Linked DNA regions of Mus musculus: regions 1, 2, 3 and 5 are each linked to region 4. The links are chromatin contacts, called in public Hi-C, HiCAR-type, HiChIP or PLAC-seq and promoter capture Hi-C maps. All regions are on one chromosome and are shown on one strand. The core of a region is the stretch at or near the end of the contact, and the rest is flanking DNA. Distances in the headings are between cores, read along the strand shown. Region 1 holds the start of Snhg5 (small nucleolar RNA host gene 5). Region 2 holds the start of Mrap2 (melanocortin 2 receptor accessory protein 2). Region 3 holds the start of Cyb5r4 (cytochrome b5 reductase 4). Region 4 holds the start of Tbx18 (T-box18). Region 5 holds the start of Snap91 (synaptosomal-associated protein 91).

Region 1 (2,700 bases), core at 29-2,528, 790 kb before region 4:
GCTGCCCTTCAGCCTCTGCATGCATGTGTGTACCTGGGCACATAGATTTAAAAAGAACCAAATTAAGACCACAGGCTTGAAATGTAGCCCAGAGGCACAGTCCTTAACCAGATGCTGTGACAAGCTTTTACCATGTGATTCTATTCCCTACCTTCTTTCTATGGCAAACCTTATGTGATGTTCTTACCCAAACGGCTTTTATTCACTTATTACCATTACTATCACATGTGTGCATGATGTGTGTGAGGGCATGCATGCCACAGTCTATAAGTATGGTGATCAGAGGATAACTGTTAATGTAAACTGACAGCAAATGCACACATAATTAGTAAAAAATGCTACAAAATAAAGACCCGAGCTTCCAAGTGCTAAAATATCCAAATGTGTGTATCCATACATTTAAATTACTTTGAATTATATATTTGACCTTTGAAGTCTTAAGTTTTTTTCTGCAGATAATTTAGAAGGGAGAAACTTAAAAAATAGCAAAGGATAGCTATGTGACCTTAGGCCAACTGGCGGCTTTTGACTTGCTTTCTCCTCTGTGAAACGGAATGTTTAACTTCTCAGCATTCTGACAGTATAACTGTCACTAGTGTCTGTTTCCCGGAGTGGGAGACTTGGGGGGGCGGGGGAATCTGGTGTTGGACCTGGTTGAGCGCCCAAGCAGGCGTTGGATAAGCCTGCACTGGACAGCATGGCTGTCTGCAGACCAGCGGCACCCCCAGAATGCAGGAAGGATAAACGGAGAGCTTTTCGGTTTTCACCCGCGTAATTCTGTCCTCCCAGGTCCCTTCGGCTGCCCCGCTGAATACACAAGCGCAGCGCTGGCCACCGTAGCAACCAAGCTTCTCCACCAGCGGCGCTCAAAGCTGCCTGCGCGGCGAAGTCAAGGCCACTCCCTGCCGCCGACCGTCCGTGTCGACTAGGCTCGAAGCAGGCGGTGACCTCGCCTCCAACTGCGGCAGTTCGTTTGAATTCTGGCGCCACTCCCACGCCACGTCGAGCTGAGCCACCCCGCCAGACTCGGAAGAGACCGGTGGCGGCGAGCCAGCGGGAGCGCGCGCAGCAACGGAGATGCACGCGGCGGCGGGCGGGCGGCGCGCACCACGCCCCGGAATGGCCTGTAAAAAAAAAAAGAGGTCCAAGGCGCGCGCTCCCACGCGTTGCTTCATGAAAAGCCACGCCCCCACGTACTCTCGCGTCCAATCAGTGACAGAGGGAGGGGCAGCCTCGATCTCGCACAAAGGAGACTATAAAAGGAGCTGCGGTGAACCGGGCTCGTTCTTTTACGACGGAGCCTAAGATATTCTTTGTCTTGTCGGTGAGTGAGTTACAGTCGGATGACCAAGTGAAATATAGGGGTGCAACGAGGATTTGGAGGCTTCTGAGACTTGAACTTAGGGTACTGGTGTAAACTTCCTCGGAGAAGTGCGCAGCAGCTAATGATATTTCGGGATTGGAGTCTGGGCCCCAGTGAGATTCGTACTAAGCGGCCTGACTGAAGGCCGCATGCGTTCTAGTTCCTGAGTCCCCGCGTGGGTAGGTTTTTACAGCAGGGTTTGCAGCCTTTTGTGCTGTTCCGAAGGTACTAGAGTCACCGAAAGAGACATCCTATTATATGCACGTTCACAAGGACAATGGCGCCATTGTTCTTCGCGTCTTCAAAGCAGCTACAAGAAGAAACCAAGGTAAAGGCGATGCAGCTTCTATATTTTAAGAATATTGTTATAGTGCAATAGGAAGTGATGTGTGATGCTTAAATTTTGTTTTTTGATTTTTCATTATATTAGATGGAGGGGAGCCCAAAGCATCTGAGAGAATTGATAAATGAAAGAAACATGCTTAAAACATGACCGTTTTAAAGGGTGTGTATTGAAGCCTAGATTTTTTCCCTTGTAAGCATGCAAACATACCGTTGTGAAGTAAGAATCCGGGTTCCTGGAAATGTATTGTGAAGTAGTCCTGGCCAAACTACTCTGGCCTTTGCAATTTGGAGTGACTGTTGTGAATGCATGGTGTACAAATTGATTGTACAAACAGTTGTGAGACATACCGGGTCAGAACAGTGATGAAATACATCCCGAAGATGATGACCTGAAGATAAATGCAGCTTCTGAGAGAAGACCATTGTGTTTAAGTGGTAGTCTTGTTAATGCAGTTCTTACTCATAGCATGTCATGGTACCTCTTTCTGTAGTGAATGCTGACCAGTGAGATGCCAGCCTGCGTGTGAAGATCCTACAGCAGAAGTGCATGTGAGTGGTGCTCTGTTTTGTTTTCTGCTGAGCTTACTGTCGTTGGTCTAGTCTATGATGATCCTATCCCGAACCTGAATTCCTGTTGAAAAACCATAATTACGGATCTGGCTTCTGAGATGGACCATTGCAAAGGACTATTGTGTTCTTCTTTAATGTTGGCAATGACGTAATGCCTGTGTTTTTGTTTTTATATTTTAGGGCCAGTGACACAAGAACTTGCGAGAGATGCCAGTCCGCCTGTGAAGATCCTGCAGCAGGAGTGCATGTGAGTGGTGCTCTGTTTTGTTTTCTGCTGAGCTTACTGTCGTTGGTCTAGTCTATGATGATCCTATCCCGAACCTGAATTCCTGTTGAAAAACCATACTTACGGATCTGGCTTCTGAGATGGACCATTGCAAAGGACTATTGTGTTCTTCTTTAATGTTGGCAGTAACATAATG
Region 2 (2,700 bases), core at 17-2,516, 590 kb after region 4:
CTATTCCCCTCCCTCACACCTGTGCGAGGTGACTCTAAAACGCTTTCACTGTTCCAGGGTGCTAGCTACTCAGGCTTCAAACTGCTCCTTTCGGACTTCAAGACCTCTCCAAGTATTCTCCAAGTACTCTGCCTTCCGGAAGGAGCTAGTTATCCTCGCCCCACCCCCTTACCCCGTCAGGTCAGTACTGCCACCATGCTATTAACATCAGAGCCGGTCTGATTGGATGGATCCTCGCATCCCGGGGCCGTTTTCTGGTACCTGTTTATGCTGCTGTGCTCCCTGCCTGGAATCGCAGCGTTAGTTTTCAGATCTCTCTCCGCCCCCACGGTTAGCTTGTGGAGTCGGGTTAAAAAATATATACTTAGCTCTCTCATCTTTTTTCACCTGTGTGCTGGAAATACTACTACTTACTTGGGGGAGGGGACAGTTCCTTAAGGATTAATTTATGTGTGACAGTTCCTTTCTCTCTCTTCCCTGGATCGCCAGGGACACCTTCTTCCAAGCTTCTTTTGCTCTCAAAACATGCCCGATTGCTTCATCGTTGACAGGTTAAATCGAGTACAATATCCGGGGCTCCATGTCATCTAAAGCGCTGTGGGAACCGAAGCATCCATCAGAACAGTTTTCTGTCGCACTTGCTCTCAGAAGGCCTTCCCCGGTTCAGTACACAGAACGGGGCAGAGAAGGACGCAGCAGGGACTTGCAACTGCAGCCTCACGGGTAAGGTGACCCACCACCCGCTGGCTCTCCAATCTGAACAAACCTATCTACGCAGGTTAATCCTGAGAAACAGACACACTGCAGGGGGCGCGCATCCTGGGGCCGGGGGACCACACCCTTGGTCTGAAGGTGCAGGTTCCCCAGACCCTGGCGGCGGCGGGAAAGTTTCTCACCTGCGGCAGAGGGTGTGGCTGGGTCGTGGTGCCCTGCGCCCCCTGGATGCTCAGCTCAGCCCGCGGAGCTATATGCAGGATTTCCTGACTCCTTGGGCCGCAAGGGGTGATCTCAGCAGCAAAGCAGGCTTCGAACTTAGGAGTCCTTCAAAAGACCAGCAAGCTATTCTAGGTCTGAACCCCGATATAACTCTTTCCCACCCTTCTCATCTTCACCCACTCCAATCCCAACACGCATGCAGACTGAAAGGCACCCGGACCCCAGGCTAGCCCCTCACCCCGTCCTGTCCTGGGTTACCGCAGGCTTTACACGGTTCAGCTCCTCCGGTGCTCGAGCCTCACCGCCGCCGTGCCGCCGCCGCCAGTGAACAGAGCTGTGCAAGTCGCTCCCTGCGCCGCGGTGCGGTGGAGACGCGCGCTCGCGACCTAGCGGCGGAGGCGGCACTGGGCACAGAGGCTGTAGCTGAGCTCCTGAGCCGCCTTCCCAACCTTAGGGATCCACATGAACCACCACCACCCAGTGTGTGTAAGAACCTGCAACGAGCAAAGGAAAGAAAAGATGTCCAGGGACACTTTATCCTCTCCGGCTCTGTAGTGGGTGTCTTAAGGTCAGCTTTGGGTACAAGCTCTCATGAGCTGATCAAGATGAAATGGGGCCACATGAACAGAGAGGCCAGTTATTCTCAGCCTTGCGTTCAAGTTCAGCGAGGCTAGAGTTCTACAGAATGCACTGCTTCAATTACTATCTTGGATTTTGGGTGCCTCCTCCATACTATAGGTACAGATGCCAAGGGGCATCAAACACCCTTCAGACTGACCCCAAAGAGTTAGCAGGGGGCTGGGAGCAGGCTTCAAGTTAACAGCCATGCTCCCTGACAGACAGACGAAGTTCTGCATCTGTTTGTTCATTCAATCTGTATCCGGTGCCAAACACCAGCTTTCCAAAGGATGTATCTAGTAAAGAGACAGACAATAAACATTGCCAATAAATACAACTAGGGCTATTTGAGTAAAGTGTGGGCAAAAATACAAAAAGAAAATAGGGCAGTTGGGGAGCGGGAGTGGGGTGGGGGTGGGGGTGGGAGTGGGGGGTTCAGAGTTAGAGTTACTCTGTAACACGGAGGTGAGAGAACAACCAGGCTTGTGTATGGGGAAAGAACAATGCCTTAGAGCCAGTCTCTGAGATGTCCCTTAGTGTGTGTGTGTGTGTGTGTGTGTGTGTGTGTGTGTGCCACATGAGAAGATCCACGGCCATATTGGTTTTATAAATAAGAAAACATAAACTGAGCAGCAATGGTGCAATACCTTTAATTCCAGCACTCTTTGAATTCGAGGCTAGTCTGGTCCACAGAAAGAGTTCCAGGACAGCTACAGAAAGAAACCCAAGCGGGAAACTGAGAGGGATGCTGAGAGAACTGCATGGGAAGGCCCTGCCAGAAAAGGATTCCTGGAAATGATATCTGAGAAAGCTGATTCATAGTTTTTTTTAAGTAGTTTCACTATTTTTGTTTTGTTTTGTTTTTTCTCTTTTTTTATTGGGTATTTATTTCATTTACATTTCCAATGCTATCCCAAAAGTCCCACACACACTCCCCCACCCACTCCCCCACCCACCCACTCCCACTTCTTGGCCTTGGCGTTCCCCTGTACTGAGGCATATAAAGTTTGCACGACTAATGGGCCTCTCTTTCCACTGATGGCCAACTAGGCCTTTTTTTTGATTCATATGCAGCTAGAGACACGAGCTCCAGGGGGGTACTGGTTAGTTCATATTGTTGTTCCACCTATAGGATTGCAGATCCCT
Region 3 (2,700 bases), core at 116-2,615, 710 kb after region 4:
TCCTACCTGAGGGTCCTATTAAATTACACAAAGATCTTACTTTGCCCTCTTTGGGGACAACAAAACTTACTTCTGCTATCGCATCTAAGGAACTTGCTGTCTTTGCCTAGAAGTTTTCTCCTTTAAATGAATGCTGAGAACATAGCCATTTTAATGAAGAAAGTCAGTTACTGACGTTCTCATTCTACAAAGGGCAACCTTAGACTATGGAGCCAAGCACTTAGCTTAAAGAGAGAGCAAGATACCCAGTTGATGGCTGGTGAGCAGAGGCGCACACACAGCAATGAAGGAAATGTCATAATCACAAGCTTACGTGACTGATAGCAGACTTTCATCAACCTATTTCTTTTTACCAAGAATGAAGATAGTAAACGTCCCTAGCTTCAGGGTAACTGTGAAGATTCAATGGGCAAAGGAAAAGGACTCCAGATACACATGGCCATCAGTGAGCCCACAAAACATCTTAGTGCTATGTATGATTAAAGCTGGGGACAGACATTTCTGAAAAATAAATGAAAACCTCAATTCCTTTTCTGATCTAAGGGCAAAACCTCAGATCTAAGTGGAGAAGAATGGAAAGTCTCAAAGTCATATAAAATAAAACTCGAGAAAGGAATCGAGTAGCCCAAGAAGACAGAAGTCTCAAAAGAAAATACCAAGATGTGGTTACAGAATAAGGAACTAGCAAAATAACATAAGAGCATTCGCCTTGCAATGAATACACTACACAATTTGTACTGAATTTTGCAACTATATATCTGTATTTCCACCTGCTGCTGACAGTAACCATATTCAACAAATAGACAAGAGCATGGTACCAGATTCAAAATCAACCAGGGGTGTCTACAGATGAGGCAGTGCTGGAACCACTGGCTACCGTATACACAGAGGAGTGCGACTTGAAGAGGTGGCACTAAATCTGACGGCAGGTTTGCAGACTCCAATCATCCCTAGCCACCGCCACTGCTCAGCCTGGATCTTTGACCGTAAAGAACAAAAGACTGGAGAGGACAGCTTGAGACAGAAATGCAACCATGCCGGAAGCGGGGTGCCGAGTGGACTTACCGCGGCCAACTTCAGCAGCTCAAACACACTTAGGGCGTTTGAGTTAGTAGTCGAACGAACGGCGTCGCCACTTACCTTGCTGCGCCCCTGGGAGGAGACGCGCTGCTGGGAGCCGGGGGCCGGGAAAGCCTGGGAAGGGACGTTCAGCATCCTGGGCCCCCGGCTCGGGCCGCATCCGGGCTCCGCCACCGGACAGGCTGCCCTGGTGGGACCCCAGCGCCCACCACCGTCCGTGCGGGCTCCTTGGCCCGGCCGAGGCCAAGCCCCCGACCCACTTCCGGGGTCGCCAGGGGTCAGGCGCGTCGTGACGCAATCACGCTCACGAGAGGCGGGGCGGGGGCGGAGTCAGAGGAAAGGCTCACTCACTCTGTGAGCCCGGTCGCCCGGCTTGGGAAGGGGTGGCTGTGCGGGGGTTGGGGGCAGGGCAGCGCATGCTCAGTTACTCTTTGGTCCTAAACTTCAGCACCACAAGGAAATGACAGCTTTCTGCTGAAAGATCAGAGAGTGAAGCTGTTCCCCAGCCCTGGTGCTGATAGAGGCCGAGGGTTATTTCTGGTAGAACAAGAAGACCAGTGCCTGTCTCTTGATAAACAACAATTGAAATATGAAAGAAAACAACACTATCAAAACGTTCAGACTGCTGAATAGTTCTCTCCTGTAAAATACTAAGCTCTAGGAAAGAGGACTTCACAGTTTCATGAGCTAAGAAGCCGAACTCAAGCAGCCTCTGCTGTGGGTTAAGAAACGTCACGTTTGGGGAACCAGTCTGGAAAACGAGTAAAAGACGTTTCCAGACGACGTTTCCAGAAGACCTTCTCTATCCATACACTCACACATTCTTCCTCCTCCCATAACTCTTCACTTTCCCTGAAATCTACAAGTAGCTCACTCCTAAATAGAGTGATTTGGTTTTGGTGTCATCCTTGTATTTAATGGCCTATGCACGCTACTTTTTATTAAAGGAACATTTTGTCTGTATAGGCTTGGGTTTCTGTAAGAAATAAATGGCTATATCTAAACCATATACTGTATATATTAATAGGCATGTAACAAAAGACAGGCCACCTTATACTATCCTGATTTGTTAACAAGAGAAATTCCTAACACTGTGGGTCCATGTTAGTGATACATTGGCTTTTTCTTTTTGCTAGGAAAATACACAGATCCACAGGGTGGAATCCAATAGAAAGAGAACATTTTCCCAAAGAGTAGTTCTAAATAACCCATCCCATTCTCTGTGGGGTTCTAATTTTTTCTGATTCTGGACACATCATTTACTCCAGCTATGTAGTTTCCAGAGTCCCTGGGAGTCAAAGTTGTGATAATGTGGTTTAATATTATGAGAGAGTCTGTGGATATGCTTAGTCATTCAAGCACGGGACATTTCTTAGCTAGCTAATTACCTCTCATCTCCACCTCTACCCATTTTTATTCTGGAATACTGCAGGAAAATATTTTTGGTATATTGTCAGACAAGCATTGAACTTGCAGTTCTCCTGCCTCATCCTCACAAGTAGCTCAGATTATAGATTAATAAAATATGTTTGTTTGCACCTGAACTGCTGAGCAGGTGATTATATAAAAACTAAAAGGACTTCATGAGCATAATCTACTGTGTCACCCTAACCATGCAAG
Region 4 (2,700 bases), core at 151-2,650:
GATGAGTCTGCGAGAGCTTCTCCAGACAGCTTCAAGCCAGTAGGCTACACCGGCTCCCAGTGCCCCAAATAAAACAATGTCTTCCAATTGAACGCATTTTTCAGGCATTTAAAAATCTGCATCCACAGCAAAGATATTACCAAGTCCTTTCTGGCCCAGGCCTTGCAGGCGCCTCTAGGCACTCGCTGCTTGGTTCAATTTCTTCCCAGCACTCCAGTCCTGAAGGAACTGCAGGTTTCTCTATCTATGATTTAAAAACAAAACCCTCCTTCCGGGGTTGATGGTACTTTCAGAGGCCATTTTCCTGAATGCCGAGGAGAAGCCAGAAGAAAGCTAGGACTGCAGTGTTTAAATGAACATCGAATAAAGGAGGCAAAGCAAAATGAAACAAAACGAATCGTCCCTGGCCTATTTTATACTAAAGATTTGTGCACATAGTGAATTTTATTCTACAAGTGATTTTTTTTATTATCCCCATCAAACCCACATCCTGTTAATCCTAAGAAAATGTTGAGTTTAAACAACAGAACTGCACATACATGTTTGCGATCGTTCAATTCTAGAGTTCTGCTTTCTTTTGAATTTATTTTAAAGAAACACGCCGATTAAAAAAAAAAACCAATATGAATACGAAGCTACTTTTAACATACAGAACTTTCAAAAAACATACAGAAATTCATAAAACATGGTTTACTTTGTGAAGTTTTGAAGTTAAACCTATATCATTAAAGACAAACAGAATTAAAATCCCAGGACCTACGTTTTAAAATAATTAGTCCTAAATAAAAGGAGACACCTTTCCTGAATCGGTTATATGAAGGTCTGAGAGATATTACAATGATTAATTTTTAAATCTAAAAAATATCAAATATGCGTAAACTCATCTCACGTAAGAAAAAAATCTTCGGAGTAAGATTCAAGCCCGTGGTCATTCTCTCCATACAGTGGGCATCAATAGATGCAGGAATGTTTAAGTGAGAAACAACAAACTGTTGGCTGTAAGTTCCTGCCTCCTCCAAATGTACTTCTTAGCCCCATGGACAGGGATGAGAGACCGGAGATTTAAGGGTCCTTGAAAGATCCTCTATACTACTAGTTACGGATCTCTTTTCTCGGTTAAACCCTGAGGCTCAGCCTTTCCTGGTCCTGATAAGAAAAGCCTGAGAAGCGACTGGGTTGGCGGGTGTCAGCAAAAGAGGGTTCAGCTTTCTAGAGACTGGCAGAGACGAGCCAGATGGCGGCGCTTTTCGGTCTGAGATTTTCCGACCTTGTAAGGAAGTGGGCGCGGGCTGAGCGGAGTTAGATTCTCCTGATTGGTAAACCGTTTCGGTGATGGACAGCTCCATAGGACCCTCCCCCGCCGCTTTATTGACACTAATGAGCAAGTTCTTCCCACCGCTCTCCTGCCTTGAAGTGCTGACAGATCAAGGCAACAAATTTCAATTACAATCCCTAATTTGTGTCCGCAGAGTGTTTTTTTTTTCCCCGTGTTAGTCCTCTCGGGCTCATCAGTCGAGGCAGATCTTGGAGCAGCAGGAGGAGGTGGAGGGTTTGGGAGTCAAGAAGTGCATCATTGAACTCGAGGGAGAGACAGAGGGAAGGAAACTTGGCGGCCGCGTTCCTGCTTCCTCGGATCCCAACGCCAGAGAAAGAGGAAACGGCAAATTTGTTTTTGCCCGCAGCTAGGAAGGGGACAGATCTCGGGAGGCATCGGGAGCTGCGGAGCGTTTGGTGGGGGGCCAGGAGGGCGAGCGCGTGCGTGCGCCCCAGCCGCGAGTATATGAGAGAGGGGCGAGCGGGCTCGGGGAGGCGGGGATGGCGGAGAAGCGGAGGGGCTCACCGTGCAGCATGCTAAGCCTCAAGGCGCACGCCTTCTCTGTGGAGGCACTGATCGGCGCCGAGAAGCAGCAACAGCTTCAAAAGAAGCGGAGAAAGCTGGCCACGGAAGAGGCGGCGGGGGCGGTGGAAGACGCAGGCTGCAGCCGTAGCGGAGGCGCGGGGGAGCACGGCTGCTCGGAGGCCGACGAAGAAGCGGCTGCCCCGCCGCCGGCAGCCGGGGCGGCGTCCGGGCCAGCGCGGAGCTGCGCGGACGCGGAGCGGAGCTGTGGCTCCCGCGGAGCGGCGGGTGAGTCGATCGATCCCTTCCTGCCCCAGCGGCTTCCCGGTGCGTCTCCGCCCGGCTCCCGCGAACCTGAGCTTCGGTGAGGCAGCGCTAGCGCCCGCTCCTCCCGGGCCTCCGCCGCCGAGCCCCGGGGGCAGGCGTTGAGCCGTCGGCCCCGCACACCGTCCATCCGCGGCTCTCTGCCCGGCTCGGCGGGCTGCCGCCGTCCTCGCCTCTGCGCCGGGAGGGTTCGAGCCCAGGGCTGCCGCTGCTTTTCACTTCTCTAAGTTTTAGGGGCCCCCGGGGCGCGTGCGGGAGGGCGCGGGCTAAAAGCGCGGAAAAGGGCTCGGACGCCCAGAAGTTGGGTGCGCCAACCGGGGAGGCGGCGGCGAGCTCGCCCACACTCTCTGCCCTTCTGAACGCGGAGCGCTACTCCTCCGGAGCCCAGGGCGCCTCGGGGCGGGCTTTTAGCTCTCTTCTATCCGCTGTGCTGCGGGGCCCGGAGAGCCAGCAGCCCGGAGGATTGCCTGGAGCGGGGTTTGGGGAAGTTCTCAGAAAGTGCCTCGCGCGAGGCCCAGAGGCCCGGCGGCCTCCTGGGG
Region 5 (2,700 bases), core at 97-2,596, 850 kb after region 4:
TTTCTGTCTTGTTATTGCTAAGTAGTATTCTGTTGTGTGGATATGCCATGTTTTCTTTAGCTATTTATCAATAGACTGGTTTTCCTCCAGTGTGGGGCCATTATATAAGCTGCTACTAATTTTGAGTGAAAGTTTAAAGAGAAAAATGTGTGTGTCTGGTTCCCCCCCCCCCCAATTGGGTAAATACTGTGCAGGACTGCGGGGGTCATATAGTAATACGTACATAACTTTTTGGTGGTGGTCTTGATCTTTCTTTCTTTAGTCAACAAGGTTTCTAATTGCTGCTGCTGGGATCAGCCCCAGCTGTTAGGAAGTTATGATTGGGTATTGAACACCGGACCAAGAGAAAAACTACAAGGCAGAACCTTGATGTGTGTAAGTAGGCGTATATGACCTTGGGGGACTGAACAGAGGTCACCTGTGTAAAGCCAGAAAATATGTCAGGGAAGTACCTAAGGGAACTTCTGATCTTAACCGTGGGAATTTAAAAGAATAGTTAAGACAATGACCTTTACAAATGTCAACTCATGAAATTATTAACCGACTCCAATCCCATGCAAATAACACTCGACATTCAAATAATATAAGACGTTCCGACATATTTAAATGGCAAAAATTACAGTTTAAGGGTGCAAATGATTACAAGACGAGTGTAATCTGGCATTCAGCTAATTGCTTTGCTACTTGTCTATACCGCATACCTCAGTATTGCTTTAAGGCTAAAGCGGCTCGAATTACCTGCCCACTCGGCTCCCCGTTGTAACTGAGACTAGTGGAGCAGCCTCAAGGAGCTGAGGGTGCACAGGTAACGGTCGCGTGGCCACAGAATCTGACATTTCAAATCGCCCTGCCCATCTGGGCCTCTACTGCCGAGGACAGGCCAGCTAGTCACAGGCACGCTTCTTAGGAGAAGGGGCTGGGCTCTGTTGGCAGCGCACGCTGCCGCCCTTGCCTCGGCCTTCACAGCCCTCCCTCTCCCCAGGCCCACGCCCGCGGCGATCCCCGAGCATCCTGCAGTTGCCCGGCAGGTATGCGCGGCGCGCGCGCACCAGGTCCGCCCGGGGACGCAGCGGGTGCGCGCGGGGACGCAGGGCGCGCGCAAGAACGCAAGCCATAGAGCCGCGGCGCCCCTCCGGTCCCACCCCCTCCTCCGCCGTCGCCCGCCAGGGATGCTCGCGTGCGGCCCTCCTCCCGTTTAAAGCCGCGGCTCCGAGGGGGGCGGCGAGCAGGAGCGACAGGGAGGGGGCCGCTGGCGTTCTGCAGAGGACTGGCCCGGGTTCGTCGGCTGCCGTCACCTGACTCGTCGCAGGCGCTCCAGCTGAGGTGGGGGCGGGGATGGGGACGCTGCGCCGAGCGCTAGAGAGACGCGGCGGCGCTGGCGGAGGCGGCGGCGGGTGGGGACCGCGGGGACCGCGGAGCTGAGACAGGGGCCGGGCCGGGGCTACAGGCATCGCGGCCCGGGGACACCAGGGCGGTGCGTGTCTGCACTCAGCTACCTCGCGCGGCGTCCGGGCTGCGGTGCTCCTGGGGCGGGGTGAGTACGCTGGGCCGCACGGGTCCCCTCCCCTGCTCCAGGACCCGGGGATTCGAGGGATAATCCTAGGGCGCGGAGAAGGGCAGAGGCGGCCGGGTGACAGCTCGGTGGCGCTTTAGCGGCCGGGCGGGGCCTGGGCTGTCCGCCCTCTGAGATCCGACTGGAGAAGGGTGAGGCGCATCGCGGCTCAGGGCGGCCCGACTATAGGGATGGAGGGCGAGGGAAGAGGAGTCGTTGCTGCCGCCGCAGCCCCAGGACAGAAAGGAGGTGGCCGCGGCCCTGCGGTGCTGTGGGAGACACGTTGCGGCTCGGGGCAGCGAAAGGTGCGCGCTTCTGGGCGCGGCGTCCGGGGTAACCCCGACGCGCACCGGGTCTCGCACCACCGAAAAGGGTTGCGCGGACAGTGCTGCTTGACAGGGGGCGAAGCCGGGATGTGGTGACCGCTTCAGGGTGTGGGAAAGCGGGACCGTGGCACGATGCAAGGACTACCCTGCGGGTGGCTGACAGCCCTGGACCTCGATGGACCAACTGGGCTTGGCGCGCCGCTGGTCCCAAGAGGCGGTGCCAGGGCGGGGTCGGCGGAGGAGAGAACCGCCGAGCGGAGGGAGCAGGCAAGGCCGGGCGCTCCAGCTAAGGCGGTGCGGGTGAAAGCCGGACCATCTCCTCTTATTTCCTGCAGAAGAGGAGGCGGTAGACGCGGCCGGTGAAGATGTCGGGCCAAACGCTCACGGATCGGATCGCCGCCGCTCAGTACAGCGTGACTGGCTCTGCTGTAGCAAGAGCAGTCTGCAAAGCCACCACTCATGAGGTGATGGGCCCCAAGAAGAAGCACCTGGACTGTAAGCATCCTTTTATATAAGCGGGACATGCGCGTGACCATAGGGGCTCAAAGGCCGGCGGCATGGCCTTGGCAGTCTGTAATACTGCCAGAAGCCTTGGGAACTGGCTCACCATCGAGTCGATCCTGAGATCCTGAGCTCCTGCCTCTGGCCTTGGAGGTGTCCCCTTGAATAGGCCCTGAAACCTTGTCTATCGAGCCGTTTTTTTCTTCTGATGACCTCCAAGAGCCTAGAGGAGGGAACACACACACACACACACACACACACACGGTTGCATAAAAGTGTACATTTGGGCTACATCCTTTTAATCATTTTTTTTCTCCACTC

Evidence for each region. Promoter capture Hi-C pulls out the DNA fragments that hold promoters and counts their contacts. Hi-C and Micro-C count contacts between places; a contact is called where the count stands out from the background. HiCAR-type assays count read pairs that join an accessible place to other places. HiChIP or PLAC-seq counts read pairs in DNA pulled down with a chosen protein or histone mark.
Region 1: a HiCAR-type map of astrocytes shows a contact between it and region 4, with 3 times the contacts expected there. The contact joins the promoter of Snhg5 here to the promoter of Tbx18 in region 4. A contact is called at or near these places in 6 of 39 promoter capture datasets (the 3T3-L1 cell line, cranial neural crest, embryonic stem cells and 2 more), 7 of 484 Hi-C or Micro-C datasets (adipose-derived mesenchymal stem cells, cardiomyocytes, embryonic stem cells and 1 more) and 12 of 115 datasets of contacts at active chromatin or transcription factors (the NIH/3T3 cell line, astrocytes, craniofacial prominence and 6 more).
Region 2: a contact with region 4 is called in an H3K4me3 HiChIP or PLAC-seq map of embryonic stem cells, with 11 read pairs. The contact joins the promoter of Mrap2 here to the promoter of Tbx18 in region 4. A contact is called at or near these places in 2 of 39 promoter capture datasets (cranial neural crest and embryonic stem cells) and 2 of 115 datasets of contacts at active chromatin or transcription factors (both in embryonic stem cells).
Region 3: a contact with region 4 is called in a promoter capture Hi-C map of second pharyngeal arch cranial neural crest, with 4 times the contacts expected there. The contact joins the promoter of Cyb5r4 here to the promoter of Tbx18 in region 4. A contact is called at or near these places in 6 of 39 promoter capture datasets (cranial neural crest, embryonic stem cells, frontonasal cranial neural crest and 3 more), 16 of 484 Hi-C or Micro-C datasets (Sertoli cells, cardiomyocytes, cranial neural crest and 6 more) and 8 of 115 datasets of contacts at active chromatin or transcription factors (craniofacial prominence, embryonic limb bud, embryonic stem cells and 2 more).
Region 5: a contact with region 4 is called in a Hi-C map of embryonic stem cells, with 2.5 times the contacts expected there. The contact joins the promoter of Snap91 here to the promoter of Tbx18 in region 4. A contact is called at or near these places in 4 of 39 promoter capture datasets (cranial neural crest and embryonic stem cells), 9 of 484 Hi-C or Micro-C datasets (all in embryonic stem cells) and 1 of 115 datasets of contacts at active chromatin or transcription factors (embryonic stem cells).

Annotation. Positions count from the first base shown.
Region 1 is chr9:88,521,475-88,524,174 of GRCm38.p6, reverse strand. It overlaps Snhg5 (small nucleolar RNA host gene 5), which reads left to right and starts at 1,278. Exons shown (of 5, transcript NR_040721.1): 1 at 1,278-1,691; 2 at 1,794-1,868; 3 at 2,200-2,257; 4 at 2,459-2,525. LOC115487267 (a small nucleolar RNA gene) reads left to right here and starts at 2,307; the gene lies at 2,307-2,378. LOC115487269 (a small nucleolar RNA gene) reads left to right here and starts at 2,575; the gene lies at 2,575-2,646.
Region 2 is chr9:87,142,872-87,145,571 of GRCm38.p6, reverse strand. Mrap2 (melanocortin 2 receptor accessory protein 2) reads right to left here and starts at 1,266. Exons shown (of 5, transcript NM_001177731.1): 1 at 1,175-1,266; 2 at 897-1,041.
Region 3 is chr9:87,020,694-87,023,393 of GRCm38.p6, reverse strand. Cyb5r4 (cytochrome b5 reductase 4) reads right to left here and starts at 1,365. Exons shown (of 16, transcript NM_024195.2): 1 at 1,141-1,365. The coding sequence starts at 1,215.
Region 4 is chr9:87,729,960-87,732,659 of GRCm38.p6, reverse strand. Tbx18 (T-box18) reads left to right here and starts at 1,400. Exons shown (of 8, transcript NM_023814.4): 1 at 1,400-2,125. The coding sequence starts at 1,816.
Region 5 is chr9:86,879,095-86,881,794 of GRCm38.p6, reverse strand. Snap91 (synaptosomal-associated protein 91) reads left to right here and starts at 1,346. Exons shown (of 30, transcript NM_013669.2): 1 at 1,346-1,534; 2 at 2,214-2,373. The coding sequence starts at 2,244.